Regions from separate parts of the Mus musculus genome. Here region 1 is linked to region 2. A link is a contact called in public HiChIP or PLAC-seq data. All regions are on one chromosome and are shown on one strand. Each heading gives the region's core, a stretch centred on a gene start, on an enhancer-like site or on the middle of the called end of the contact. The rest is flanking DNA. Distances are from core to core; before and after follow the strand shown.

Evidence for each region. HiChIP or PLAC-seq counts read pairs in DNA pulled down with a chosen protein or histone mark.
Region 1: an H3K27ac HiChIP or PLAC-seq map of embryonic stem cells shows a contact between it and region 2, with 4 times the contacts expected there. The contact joins two enhancer-like sites. A contact is called at or near these places in 3 of 115 datasets of contacts at active chromatin or transcription factors (all in embryonic stem cells) and 1 of 9 other capture datasets (embryonic stem cells).

The regions. Positions count from the first base shown.
Region 1 is chr15:53,920,406-53,927,568 of GRCm38.p6, forward strand. No RefSeq gene overlaps it. Among named protein-coding and RNA genes, the nearest start is that of Samd12, 22 kb to the left of the region's middle. Within about 2 kb of position 5,291, at least 20 of the 459 cell types and tissues checked have an H3K27ac peak or open chromatin away from gene starts, as enhancers often do. A contact at or near this core is called in embryonic stem cells, where this site is marked.
Region 2 is chr15:52,966,370-52,972,583 of GRCm38.p6, forward strand. No RefSeq gene overlaps it. Among named protein-coding and RNA genes, the nearest start is that of Gm41323, 36 kb to the left of the region's middle. Within about 2 kb of position 1,797, at least 32 of the 459 cell types and tissues checked have an H3K27ac peak or open chromatin away from gene starts, as enhancers often do. A contact at or near this core is called in embryonic stem cells, where this site is marked.

The DNA of each region.
Region 1 (7,163 bases), core at 4,041-6,540, 960 kb after region 2:
TGCTTGTGTTATAATGTTAATTTTGGTCGCCAAAACTGTTTACATGAGTGTCTGTAGGTAAGACACCTAGGGATCCTGCCCTAAGCTGGCTCCAATTGGTAAATAAAGATGCCAGCAGCCAATGGATTGGCCACACAGAGGCAGGACTTTTTGGATTCTGGGGGTTGGGAAAGAGAAGAGAGGAAGGAACAGAATTGCTGTGAAGGGGAGTAGGACATACCAGCCATGTAAGAATTCAGGTAAGTCGTCCTAATGGCCACATCCCTGATTGAGTCTGGGGTAGTGGAGATGAAATATCAATTCTAAAGGATGTTAATTCTGGAATACCAGAAGGGAGTGTTTGCTAGCTGTGGGAAGGATTTGAAGTGTACCGCCTTTGTGTTAGCCAAAGCATAAGAAAATTAACTGCTGTGTGGTTCTTTCATTCATGAATCCAGAGAGATTTTGGGCAGGCACAACTCAAAGGTGACTTGCCAGGAGGGAAAGTGGTTAACTAAACTATTCCACTACACCCAGTCACTATTAATGATAGATACTCTGCTATCCTTGCAGACAGGAACCTAGTATAACTGTCTCCTGAGAGGCTTAATCCAGCAACAGATGGAAACATGCAGAGACCCACAGCCAAGCATCAGGCAGAACTCTAGGGAGTCTTGTAGAAGAGAGGAGGATAGAAATGAGTAAACTGGAGGAGTTAAGGACACCACAAGAAGACCTAGAGAGTCAATTAACCTGGGACCATGGGGGTCTCACAGAGATTGAACTACCAACGAAAGAGCACTCAGGGACCGGACCAATGCTCGCCACATAAATTTGTAGCAAGTATACAGCTTGTGGGTCCCCTAACAGTTGGACTGGATGCTGACATTGACTCTGTTGCCTGCCATTGGATCCCCTTCCCCAACTTGGACTACTTGGTTGGAGCTCCGTGAGAAACGAAGTGCTAAGTCCTCCTAGGATTTAGATGTCCAGGGTGGGATAGTATATGAAGGGGGGAGATTTTCCTTCTCTAAGGAGAAGAAAAAGAAGTATGGAGAAGGGATTTGTAAAGGTGAAACTGGGAGGAAAGGAAAGAGGGAGTCTGTGATTGGGATGCAATGTGAATAAAAAAATAATGAAAAAAAAAGAATGGACATTCTGTATACTTACAGAAGAGGTAACATGGTTATGACTCTTATAGTAGAAATTAAGAGTTCATTAGACCGCATCAATTATTATGTATCTCATTCCAAGCCACTCCTTCAGTGACAACCAGTACTTCAATATGCACCAGGTTCTTCAGTGCAGTAACTGTGGCTTTCCCTGTGCTTGTATTGGGCTGAGAATGTTATATGAGACATCCATTAATCTTTACAATGAGATGTCAATGGGTATCAGTCTAATAATTTACCACTAGATATAATAAATTTTACAGATAGTCCATGGAGAGTTTAATACAACCAAGAATTGATATCAAGTAATCCATTCTAAGATCCAGCTTTTAACATTCTTACCATATAGGTCTTTCCACCAACCAAGCCTCAAGAATCATTATTGTGAGTTATTTATCTTCCTAAACTTATTTGCTTGGGACTATACTGGAAGTGCATTAAATACTACTTCTATCATGAAGCTTATACTTCCAAGCTCTTCTTTCAGAACTAGAATGTACTAAAAAACTCCCCCCAAAATAGTTCCCAGTATAAAAGACAGAGATTCTTTCTTTATTCTTATATCTGCTGTTGGTTGACCACCCACCTAGTACCTATGCTTTTTTTTCTCTACTTCATATTTGTCCTTGAAATTTTTATGATTGAAGATTGTGAAGCCCCAGAAGAGCTTGAAAACCATCAAATAGATGCTCACAGAGGTCATCTCTGCTCTGAAATCCTGATTACATGCATCCCCACTCTCATGCCTTCCCATCATTCCAAAAGTTATCGAGAGTTAGTGACCACATTCGTCCCTGTCATTCTCAACAATTGCTCTCTTGACTTTCCTTTCCTCATCCCTCAACCACTCTCCTCATTGTACACTTGATAAGGACTGAAATTGAAAAATAGTAGCCGTGTCTTAACACATCTGCAGCCATTCTCCTCTAAATCATCGGGTACCCAATTGCCACATAAATCTCTAAGACTGTCTTCTGCAGGAATATTCCTTAGTTGTTTCAATACACCCTTCCGTTCACTCTGTCATTTTCCATATATAAGATCCAAGGAGGATTAATACATATCAGTCAGGGTTTTGTTACTGTTGTTGTTTGTTTTGTTTTGTTTTACAGACAAAAGTCTAAAAATTGTTTTTATTTGATTGTTTTTGTGTTGTTTTGCCTGTAAAATTTGCTGAATACTTGGGTGAGCTAATATGTGAGTCAACCCAAAGGGGAAAAAATATAACCAGATCTCCTCTTGGATTTTTCAAGAACAAGCACAGGTTTCAGGCCATAAAATTCTCTTAGGCTGTACACACTAAAGACCTTGCTTATCTCTATGCCTCACGCCTGATTCATCTTACTTGGTCATGTGCCCTCTACACACTGCATTGTACCTTAATTCACCAAATCCAGAGAGCCATGCTGTACTAGAGTGTTCCTATCTCTTTTTAGTCCAACTCTAACTTCCCAATAATGACTGCTTCAGAATGGCAAAATATGTGAGTTTATGTGTATAGAGTGCAGTAAAAAACAAAGCAAATAAAAACCAACAACCCCATGGAGTGTTGCGGGGTACTAAATAGACATTACAACATAGGATGTAAAATTTGGTGACAATCTAACATACATTTTTTTAGGGTCTAAGTGTGTGTGTGTGTGTGTGTGTGTGTGTGTGTGTGTGTGAGTGTGTGTGGGCGCGTGTGTGTGCTTGTGAGGACAGAAGTCATTCCTTGGATACATGGTCTCATTTGAGCACATCAACCTGATATCTCTATTGTTTATGCATTTATTGAACAGTTTAATCTTCTAGCCCTCCCCCAGTGAAAGTCCATGGCCCATCCTAATTTCCCTCATTAGGAAATTCTGCCCAAGTTCAAGGCATTAAGTCCATAGCTATATCTTGTATTTGGAGAACCAGTGAGTTCATTTGAATCTTAAGAAATGAATGCTATCCCACGAGAGGGTTGACATGTTTCTGTCTGTGCAGCATCTTTAGGAAACTCTGTGTCTTCTGGATCTTTGAAGGTTACCCTGAAGCTATGCCTTAAAACACTTTCGAACAGATTCTATCAAAAATATAGTGTATATTCTTACAACTTAAAATATCTTTTTAAAGTTTTTTTCACAATATCAGTGAAAAATTTGACCCCAAATTTAGTCTCTAAATATGAAAAACTGGGCCATGTTTCAGACATCAATAGCTTGGAGGTAGTGGGTCAATGTATTTGGTTTCTACTTGTTTAGCATTTTGGCACTGTAGGGAATATTTTACAACATGTTCCGTTAGTCCATGATGAACCCTATGTTTATGTGTGGGGTGGAGGTTATTATACTCCTGGTGTACTGAAGAAAAAAAACCAAAAAACAAAATGGAGGCTCAGAGCTATGAGGTGACTCTAGCTCAGAATGGTAAGAAGTCTAGAATTCAGTCAGTCCAGTGGTGGCAGGAACCACAGCTTGTAGACACTACTAGAGAAAACCATATCACTGAGGCTCGTACTTGTTTCTGGCATCAACAGGACCTCTATTGGCTATAAAATGAGGTGGGTATGGTTGTGACCTTACCAAAGCCTCAATACTTCCCATTCCTTTGGAGACAGCTGGAGTGTACCAGCTGAGTATTGCCACTGTCTGGTAGCTTCCAGATCCATTTGGGGACCTTGTGAAGCCAGTCATTTCTGTGAGGCTTTGGCTTCAGACTGTTTAAGCTAGAAGATGCACAGGTGGGGTTTGTTGTTTTTGTTTGTTTGTTTGTTTGTTGTTTTTCAGACTTCCATGCTTAGGAAGGTCTCAAAAGTTCCAGTGAACTTGATTTCTGGTTGTCTAGGTAAGTTAATCAAATCTTGCTCCCTCTTTCAGGTGATATTTCTAAACTGGCTCAGAAGAGTCTTCCATTACACATTTGTATCCCATTATAGGAATGACCTGAGTATATTCTTATTTGGTTAGTTTAAAATTAGGATGTCCTAATTCTTAATCTATAAGACACATGTGCAAGAAATCTCACTCCTCTATGCAGAAAATCCTAAGGGAAGAAAATCTGTTTGAAATAATGAATGAGTTTGAGAGGTCATGGGATACAAGATCAATACACTAAAATCAATTGTAATTTTATGTACTAGCAATGAACAGTCTGGAAATGAAATTTAGGAAACAATTCCATTCAGAACACCTCTGCAAATAATAGAATATTTAAGGATAAATTTAATAAAAGAAATGCAAGATATGTAATGCTGCAAACTACAAAACTAAGGAGACAAGGTTAAAAGGACATCTAAAAAAGTAGAGAGAAAGTTTATATTTGTGAGTTGAACCTTCCAAAATATATGTTCAGATCCCTGTGGGAACTAAAAAGGGCCCCGGGAAAGGGGAAGGAAGGACCCACGTCCCGCCAGAGTTCCACCTATGCTCTGGACAGGCAGACGTGGGAGGGCTTTCCCAGGTGGGCATCCAAGCCTCTGGCCCACTCTACGGGGGTGGACAAGGGGCAGCCCTGACCTGGGGGCCCCAGGGCCACACTCTGTAGCCCCAGGGTTATGGGACAGAGGAAAGAGGAAAGAGGTTCCAACGCATGTGAGAGTGCGCCTTTATGAGCAGAGACTGTCTATGGTTTTAGAGCTTTATTATAGAAAGGCAGGGGGAAAAGGAGAAGGTAAGAGAGAGAGAGGGGCCTGCCATGGCCAAGAGGAGACAAAGGGGGAAAGAAGAGCGAGTGAGCGAGAGAGAGAGAGAGAGAGAGAGAGAGAGAGAGAGAGAGAGAGAGAGGGAGAGAGAGAGAGAGAGTGAGAGGAGAGGGGAGTAAGAGCAAAAGAACAAAGAAATGAGAGGAGTGAGAGAGCAAGGAGGGGCAAAACTGTCCCTTTTAATGTGAGCTGCTATCTTTTTGGTTGCTAGGTAACTGGGGAGGAATTTAGCCTGAAGGTCAGAAGCTTGGGACATTGCCTATTACTTCTAGCCATGCTTCTCTTGTGGGGGGGTCTGGGGGGGGAGGTAACTTAGGCAGGAGCCAGAGTTCCAGGAGCATGAGAGAACTCCTTCCATCCCATGTAGGTAAATTATGACTACCAGGTCCCCAGGGTTCAGCATCTTAGCTCGACTGGAGACCAGCCTGTCTGCATAGCCCAATGCCCCACAGATCCCAGTGAACTTCTATTGAAATCTCAGCAGGTGTTCAGGACCCACATTCCTGTGCTTCTGAAAATTCCTCTCTTTTCCCTCTAGCAGGCCTTGTCCAAAGCCAGAAGCCAAGCCAGCCTTTTGTTTCAGATGCAAAAGCCAGAAGCCAAGCCAGTCTTTTGTTTCAGATGCAAATTAAGACTTTAGAAAAGTTAAAATTGATTCATAGTCATTTCTCTTAGCCAAATGAACTGAAAACTGGTCTCCTGACTAGTTTCAAGTAAGCAGATATTGTAAGTATCTGAGCTCAGAGGGGGCTCTCAAGACAGTATTGAGAAAACGAAGTGACTAACCTTAGAAAACTATTACAAAGTATGTGTTTCATAAAGAACTCAGGTCTAAAATACACAAAGAACACTGATACTTCCATTGTAATGAGGCCAACCACTCAGTCAGTAGTGGTTGGGGGACTTGACTATTCTCACCAGAGAAGACAACCAAAAATAAACAACAGATGCTCAATGTCATTATTTATTAAGAATATGCAAATTAAAACCATACTATCTCTTTATATGCACAAGAGTAGCTATATTAAAAAGGAAACAAAGCTGAGGGTTGGGAGGATGTAGAAAAACTAGAACTCTTACACATTACAGATGCAAAAGGTTACAACTCTTTTTAGAAAATAGGTTTCCACTTTCCTAATAGATTCCCATATGACCCTACATTCTAATCTGTTATTATAAGATAATTTCACAAACTGAGTAAGTTATCTATACCAAAAATATTCTTAAAATATCATCCTGTGGGATAGAAAGCTGAGGACTGACGTCTTCAGTCTGATATGAAGATGAAGGCCCACGTGGACAGAAAGCATGGAAGAGGAATGTTGAGGTAAACTGCTCTTTCATAAACTATCTTTCTTTTGTTCGCAGCCTCAAGTCATTAATGAAGCTGCCAAAGCCAAATCTGTTTCTTTTAATATTCCCAATTCTCAATATTTTTGCATGAAAATTAAGTTTTCAGAGCATTAAATTTTGTGGGAGTCTTTCACAGCATAGCACATAAGAGTTCCATATTTAACTGCTTACCCAAGAAAAAAAAGAAAATGATCATCAATAGATTTCTGTAGCATTATTGTAACATAAAATCCCCTAGCAATCTAAATGTCTAATATCTAGTGACTGCATAAGCAAAACATCAAGTTGTCATAAAACTGAACAGGCTTACCAAAAGAAACTAAGGAACATTGCTAAGTGAAGAAATCCAGAAACACGTGATTGGGCATTATTTCATTCTCTACATATGATATATTCAGGAGAGGCACACATGAAGACAAACAAGGCAGATCTGTGGTTCCCTAGGTTTGGAGAAGGTATAGAGACTGACTACAAATAAACAAAGAACACCTTGGCATGATGAAAATGCCTTAAATATTTTATGATATTTTTTTCAATTTATTTTTTAATTAGGTATTTGCTTCATTAACATTTCAAATGCTATCCCAAAAATCGCCCAGACCATCCCCCCCCCCACTCCCACTTCTTGGCCCTGGCATTCCCCTATACTGAGGCATATAAAGTTTGCAAGACCAAGGGGTCTCTCTTCCCAATGATGGACAACTAGGCCATCTTCTGATACATATGCAACTAGAGACAGGAACTCCAGGGGTACTGGTTAGTTCATATTGTTGTTCAACTTATAGGGTTGCAGACCCCTTTAGATCCTTGGGTACTTTCTCTAGCTCCTCCATTGGGGGCACTGTGTTCCATCCAATAGCTGACTGTGAGCATCCACTTCTGTGTTTGCCAGGCCCCAGCATAGCCTCATAAGAGACAGGTATATCAGGGTCCTTTCAGCAAAATCTTGCTGGTTTATGCAATGGTGTCAGCATTTGGAGACTGATTATGGG
Region 2 (6,214 bases), core at 547-3,046:
ATCAAATGTTATTCTGCATCACCATAGCACTGGGAGATAAATAGCACCATTCGCTTTGTGTGATGACAAAAGTGAGACTCAGAGATTACATAAGCATTTAAGGTCACATGACTAGAAAGTGGCACAGCATGTCTCACATCCAGACCTTCTCACTCAAAATCTCTTGCTTACAGTGCTCAAGGGATGGTTTAGTCTGTACATTGCCAGCTGTATGAGCGTAAGCACCTGAAATTGGATCCATGGCCCTCTTGGAAAAGTTGGGCATGGTAGATAGTGCTGGCTGGAACCCCAGTGCAAAAGAGTCAGACTTGAAGCCCACTGGCCAGCCAGTGTAAACCCCAGATTCAGTGATGAGCCGAGTCTCAAATGACAAGCTGAAGGAGAGAGGAAGACAGACACTCTCTGTAACTCCTGACCTCTACACACTCATGCAAGCATGGGCACATGCATCCACATGCACACACACACACACACAATCTCTCTTCTTCCCCTGTGACACTGACTGTAATTATCACCTGTTTGATCTTGACTAACCAGTAAGTCTGACACCTTGAGGGTTTGAGACAGGCCTGTTTGCTTCTGGGTTCTGTCTTCAGAAAGCCTAGACTAACTTGTGGCATTGGTATTTGTGTTAGTCGGCTTTGTATGACTGTCATAAAATACCTCAAAGAAACATTCTGAAAGAGACAAGATTGGGTTGGTTCACAGTTTCAGATGTTTGGGCCCATGCTCACACATCCCCCATCACAAAGAAAATAGGCATGTATATCCCATGCTTCTAGTGACCATGGTGTTCTTGGAAATTCTGTCTTAAAAGGGTTTTTTTTAAATGAGTTTTAGAACAGGAAACTGTACTCTTTTCGACCCTAGGAAGGAATATCAATGAGGAAATATTCCCCATATATTGTTTAGAGTTAAGCTTTTAAAACTTACAAGTAAAACATACAAAGAACCAAAAATACACGGTGATAATCTCTGGATATGAAAAGCTTAGTGTCTAACCCCAGCTCATGTGTAGTCTTCCTGTAAACTGTCCAAGTGGTTATTGGAAATACTACTCCCCCTCCAGCCTCCGTTACAACTTCAAGGTTTCTGTGTTCTCTGTGTTGGAATTCTCAGACCAAGGATCCCAAGGCTGAGGCTGTGATGGGTGATGACACTATTCTTGTTCATAACCTTCAGAGGAGAAAATATAATATGTCTGTGGCCAGGTTTTTCTGAGAGATACCAGGTGTGCAATTTGTAAGCAAATGACAATCGGCATGACTATTGATTGTTCTGACCAGCTAATTATGAGTTCGCCATTCCCCAAAGCCTTAAAATTTCTCCTGTATCCCACCCTGGACATCTCCCAGCCGATCTCATTTGTTTGCCTTCAACCCATCCCTAGAGAGAAACGTCTTCTCTCACCAGCTTTCCCTATGTCCTTCTCCAGCTTGCCAGTTTCTTAATAGCTGTCACCAGATATCAAAGGGGCTTTAGCTTATTGCATAATCAGCTCTTCCTCTGAGACCCACCCCGCCTCCCATCATTACCTCAGGGTGTTGGAACTTTGCTGGGAGCTGCTGACAGATCTTTAAAGATCCCAGCTGTTTCTGAGTCCTAACGACCTCTTTCAGCTGGTCTCCTCAGAACAGCTGCAAAAGCTTCAGCTAGGAAGGGTGGAGACACCGTTTAGCATGATAACAAATCAGTAGGGAGTGGTCAGTTTCCCAAGAAAAGCTGTTAGGTGGTGGTGGTGGTAGCCGCCCCAGCAACACCCTCAGCCCCCACCCTCCCTTAGAGAGGCAAATTTATGCTACCTCTGTGTGAAAACTCTTCTTTGCCAAAAGAAAGAAATCAAGAGTCATAGCCCCACCCTTGCTGCCAGAAGAGCTGGAAAAGTTTCTTGCTGTCTCCAAGGTTCACAAAACGATCTGTCAATAGAAGCAAAAAGATTATCCTGCACACATAATGTGAAATACGCACTCATTTGCACCAAATTAAACATGTGGAAGAAACACTGATAGCTGACATCTAGTTACATTCAGGGTGTTGGGAAAAGTGTTTTCTTGTGTATTTTCATAGCAAGCAATGTATAGTGGAGGGAGCCAAGGCTCCAAGAGATTGGATAATTTGTTTAATGCTTCATAATTCAAAGGCAGTGGAGCTAGAGTTTGACCTGCTTAAAAAGTAGAGTCTAGTACGGTACCGGACACCTTTCCTTACGTATTTTCAAAGCAGCTCACACTGCCCTGCCAGTAGTAGATTGAATGGGTTCCTTTTTAATGAAGCCCTATCATTCCTATCATTTTAAAATAATATTTTTGTTAATTGTTTGAGAATTTCATAAACATTTGTATCGTATTCACCAACTACACTTAAATTTGCCCCACCTCTCTAGACATCCAAGTTTGGGTTTGCTCTTTTTTAACCCATGAAGTTCAGTTGTACTGCCCAGTTACTCTTGGGTGTAAGGCTACCCCTGATGTACAGTCTTCTTACTATGGCTCATACCCATAAACCAATCCAGCTCTTCCTCTCCTGGAAGCTATTAATTGCCAATAACTCCTTATCCAGGGATGGGAGTCTATACCCATTTTTCCCTTCCCATGATGATGAGATTGTATTTTTATCTTGAGCATATGCAGGTCATTTTATGCTGTCACAGCTGCTGTGAGTTCATATACACAACTGCTCTGTTGAGTCCTTATTGTTACTTCTTACAATTTTTCTTACTCCTTTCTCATGGTGGTCCCTGGGCCTTTGGGGAAAGGGTATAATATAAACATACTATTCAGGGCTGAGCATACTATAGTCTTTTATTCGCTGCTCACTGGCCAGTAGAATGGCTTTGTATTCATTGCCTTCTACTGTAAGAAGATTCTCTAGTGACTAGAGTTGAGAGATCTACTAACTTATGAGTATAGTGATAACTTAGTATGAGTTGGTTTAATATTCTGTTCATTTAGCATCATAATAGTAACAGATTCTCCTCTAGAGCCTATAACCTATCTAGCCACAGGTTCTTGATCCTAGTAACAATGTCAGATATGGGTTCTATCTGTGCAGTGGGCCTAAATCCATCCCCTTCCCCACAAAGAATTTGGTTACTTCCATAGCATTACTGCCATTATTCTACCAGCAGGCAGGTCTTATCAGGATAGTCATTATTGTAGTTCACAGGGTTCACAGCTAAGTAAGACAAGACTAGAGATTGCTTTTCTACTCCAGTGATAGTCATAGCACCTTTGGGAGCTACAAAAGTGACACAGCATGGACGCATCATTCAGTTTAATACTGACTTGATTTTTCCATGTCCTATGGAAAACGTAGTGTCTTTACTAAAGTATGTAGTGTCTTCAGCAATAGGATAACAAAAAGTTCTAGAAGGTGACCAAGAGAAATAGCAATACCCTGTTTACCCTGTATGTGAAGTCTATGGTACTTGTTGGCTAACAAGTCCAAAAATGGTAATTCATTCCTGGTATTGAACTTTTTATTTGTTAGCCTGTCGTGTCTAATAGGGACATTGTCCACTCGTTGGAGGATAATTTTATCCAAATACTTAACTATAGCACTTTCTTTTCCTAAAATATCTTTTATTCCTAATCACTTTATTAAGATAACTTCTTATAGCTTTTCAATGTATATCTTTATACTCACGTATAATAATAAAAAAAAAAAACACTACAAGAAATCCCTTCTTCCACATCCAATGAATCCAAGAAATCAATTATTTCTTCTAATTTATTTATTTATTCATTTATCAAGACAGGGTCTCAATATCAAGCTCTGGCTGTTCTAAAATTCAATATATAGACCAGGCTGGCATTGAACTCACACACATTAGCCAACCTCCAGCTTTTGAGTGCTGGCATTAAAGGTGTGTGATACCACACCCAGCTATTCTTATTCTACATCCTTAAATGCCACTGTTGTGCTTTTGTGGCATAATTCTTTATGTATAAAAGCTTTTAATTACTCTCTTGATCATGGGAGGTAAGAAAAGTGTGTAACCGGAGAGATAGCTCATTCGTTAGGAGCACTGGTTGTTCCTCCAGAGGTAATTCCCAGCATCCACATGGCAAATTACAACCAGGTAAAACTGTAGTCCTGTTAGCTTCAATGCACTTTTTTGGCACACAGCTGCACATGAAGAGAAAACACTCATAGATAAAATCAATAAATCTTTTTTTAAAGTAAGTATGTTGACCTTCTCATTTTCAAGGCCTTAGAGAACATTGCCACAATATTTCTGCTAGTTCCCAAGAGTTTTATAGCAGCAGCCCTGCTCCATCTCTGATCTCGATTCCTCTAGTGTTGCGTTTGTCTATCACTACACCACTTTGAAATGAAACTCAATACCTTCTATGCTTTCCACGCTCAATATCAGTTTTTCATGACTGTCATAGTTTTAAGGGAGAAGGGATCAAATAAAATCAAATAATGCAGCACTCTGCCTTTTACCTTCTTATTTACTATTTGCCCCTTCTGTCTCCCTCTTTTTTTTTAATACTTTTTATTAGGTATTTTCCTCATTTATATTTCCAATGCTATCCCAAAAGTCCCCCATACCCTCGCTCCCACTCCCCTACCAACCCACTCCCACTTTTTGGCCCTGGCATTCCCCTGTACTGGGGCATATAAAGTTTGCAAGTCCAATGGGCCTCTCTTTCCAGTGATGGCCGACTAGGCCATCTTTTGATACATATGCAGCTAGAGTCAAGAGCTCCAGGGTACTGGTTAGTTCATAATGTTGTTCTACCTATAGGGTTGCAGATCCCTTTAGCTCCTTGGGGACTTTCTCTAGCTCCTCCATTGGGGGCCCTGTGATCCATACAATAGCTGACTGTGATCATCCACTTCTGTGTTTGCTAGGCCCCGGCATAGTCTCACAAGAGACAGCTATATCTGGGTCCTTTCAGCAAAATCTTGCTAGTATATGACATGGTGTCAGCATTTGGAAGCTGATTATGGGATGGAACCCTGGATATGGCAGGCTCTAGATGGTCCATCCTTTTGACACAGCTCCAAACTTTGTCTCTGTAACTCCTTCCATGGGTGTTTTGTTCCCAATTCTAAGGAGGGGCAAAGTGTCCACACTTTGGTCTTAGTTCTTCTTGAGTTTCATGCGTTTAGCAAATTGTATCTTATATCTTGGGTATTCTTTTTTTTTTTTAGGTATTTTCCTCATTTACATTTTCAATGTTATCCCAAAGGTCCCCCATACCCACCCCCCCAATCCCCTACTCACCCACTCCCCCTTTTTGGCCCTGGCGTTCCCCTGTACTGGGGCATATAAAGTTTGCAAGTCCAATGGGCCTCTCTTTGCAGTGATGGCCGACTAGGCCATCTTTTGATACATATGCAGCTAAAGACAAGAGCTCCCGGGTACTGGTTAGTTCATATTGTTGTTCCACCTATAGGGTTGCAGTTCCCTATAGCTCCTTGGGTAATTTCTCTAGCTCCTCCATTAGGGGCCGTGTGACCCATCCAATAGCTGACTGTGATCATCCACTTCTGTGTTTGCTAGGTCCAGACATAGTCTCACAAGAGAGAGCTATAACTGGGTCCTTTCAGCGAAATCTTGCTAGTGTATGCAATGGTGTCAGCATTTGGAAGCTGATTATGGGATGGATCCCTGCATATGGCAGTCACTAGATGGTCCATCCTTTCGTCACAGCTCCAAATTTTGTCTCTGTAACTCCTTCTATGGGTGTTTGTTCCCATTTCTAAGAAAGGGTAAAGTGTCCACACTTTGGTCTTCGTTCTTCTTGAATTTCATGCGTTTGGCAAGTTGTATCTTATATCTTGGGTATTCTAAGTTTCTGGGCTAATAACCACTTATCAGTGAGTACATATTGTGCGAGTTCTTTTGTGATTGTGTTACCTCACTCAGGATGATGCCCTCAGGTCCATCCATTTGCCTAGAAATTTCATAAATTCATTCTTTTTAATAGCTGAGTAGTACTCCATTGTGTAAATGTACCACATTTTCTGTATCCATTTCTCTGTTGAGGGGCATCTGGGTTCTTTCCAGCTTCTGGCTATTATAAATAAGGCTGCTATGAACATAGTCGAGCATGTGTCCTTCTTACCGGTTGGAACATCTTCTAGATATATGCCCAGGAGAGGTATTGCAGGATCCTCAGGTAGTACTATATCCAGTTTTCTGAGGAACTGCCAGACTGATTTCCAGAGTGGTTCTACAAGTTTGCAATCCCACCAACAA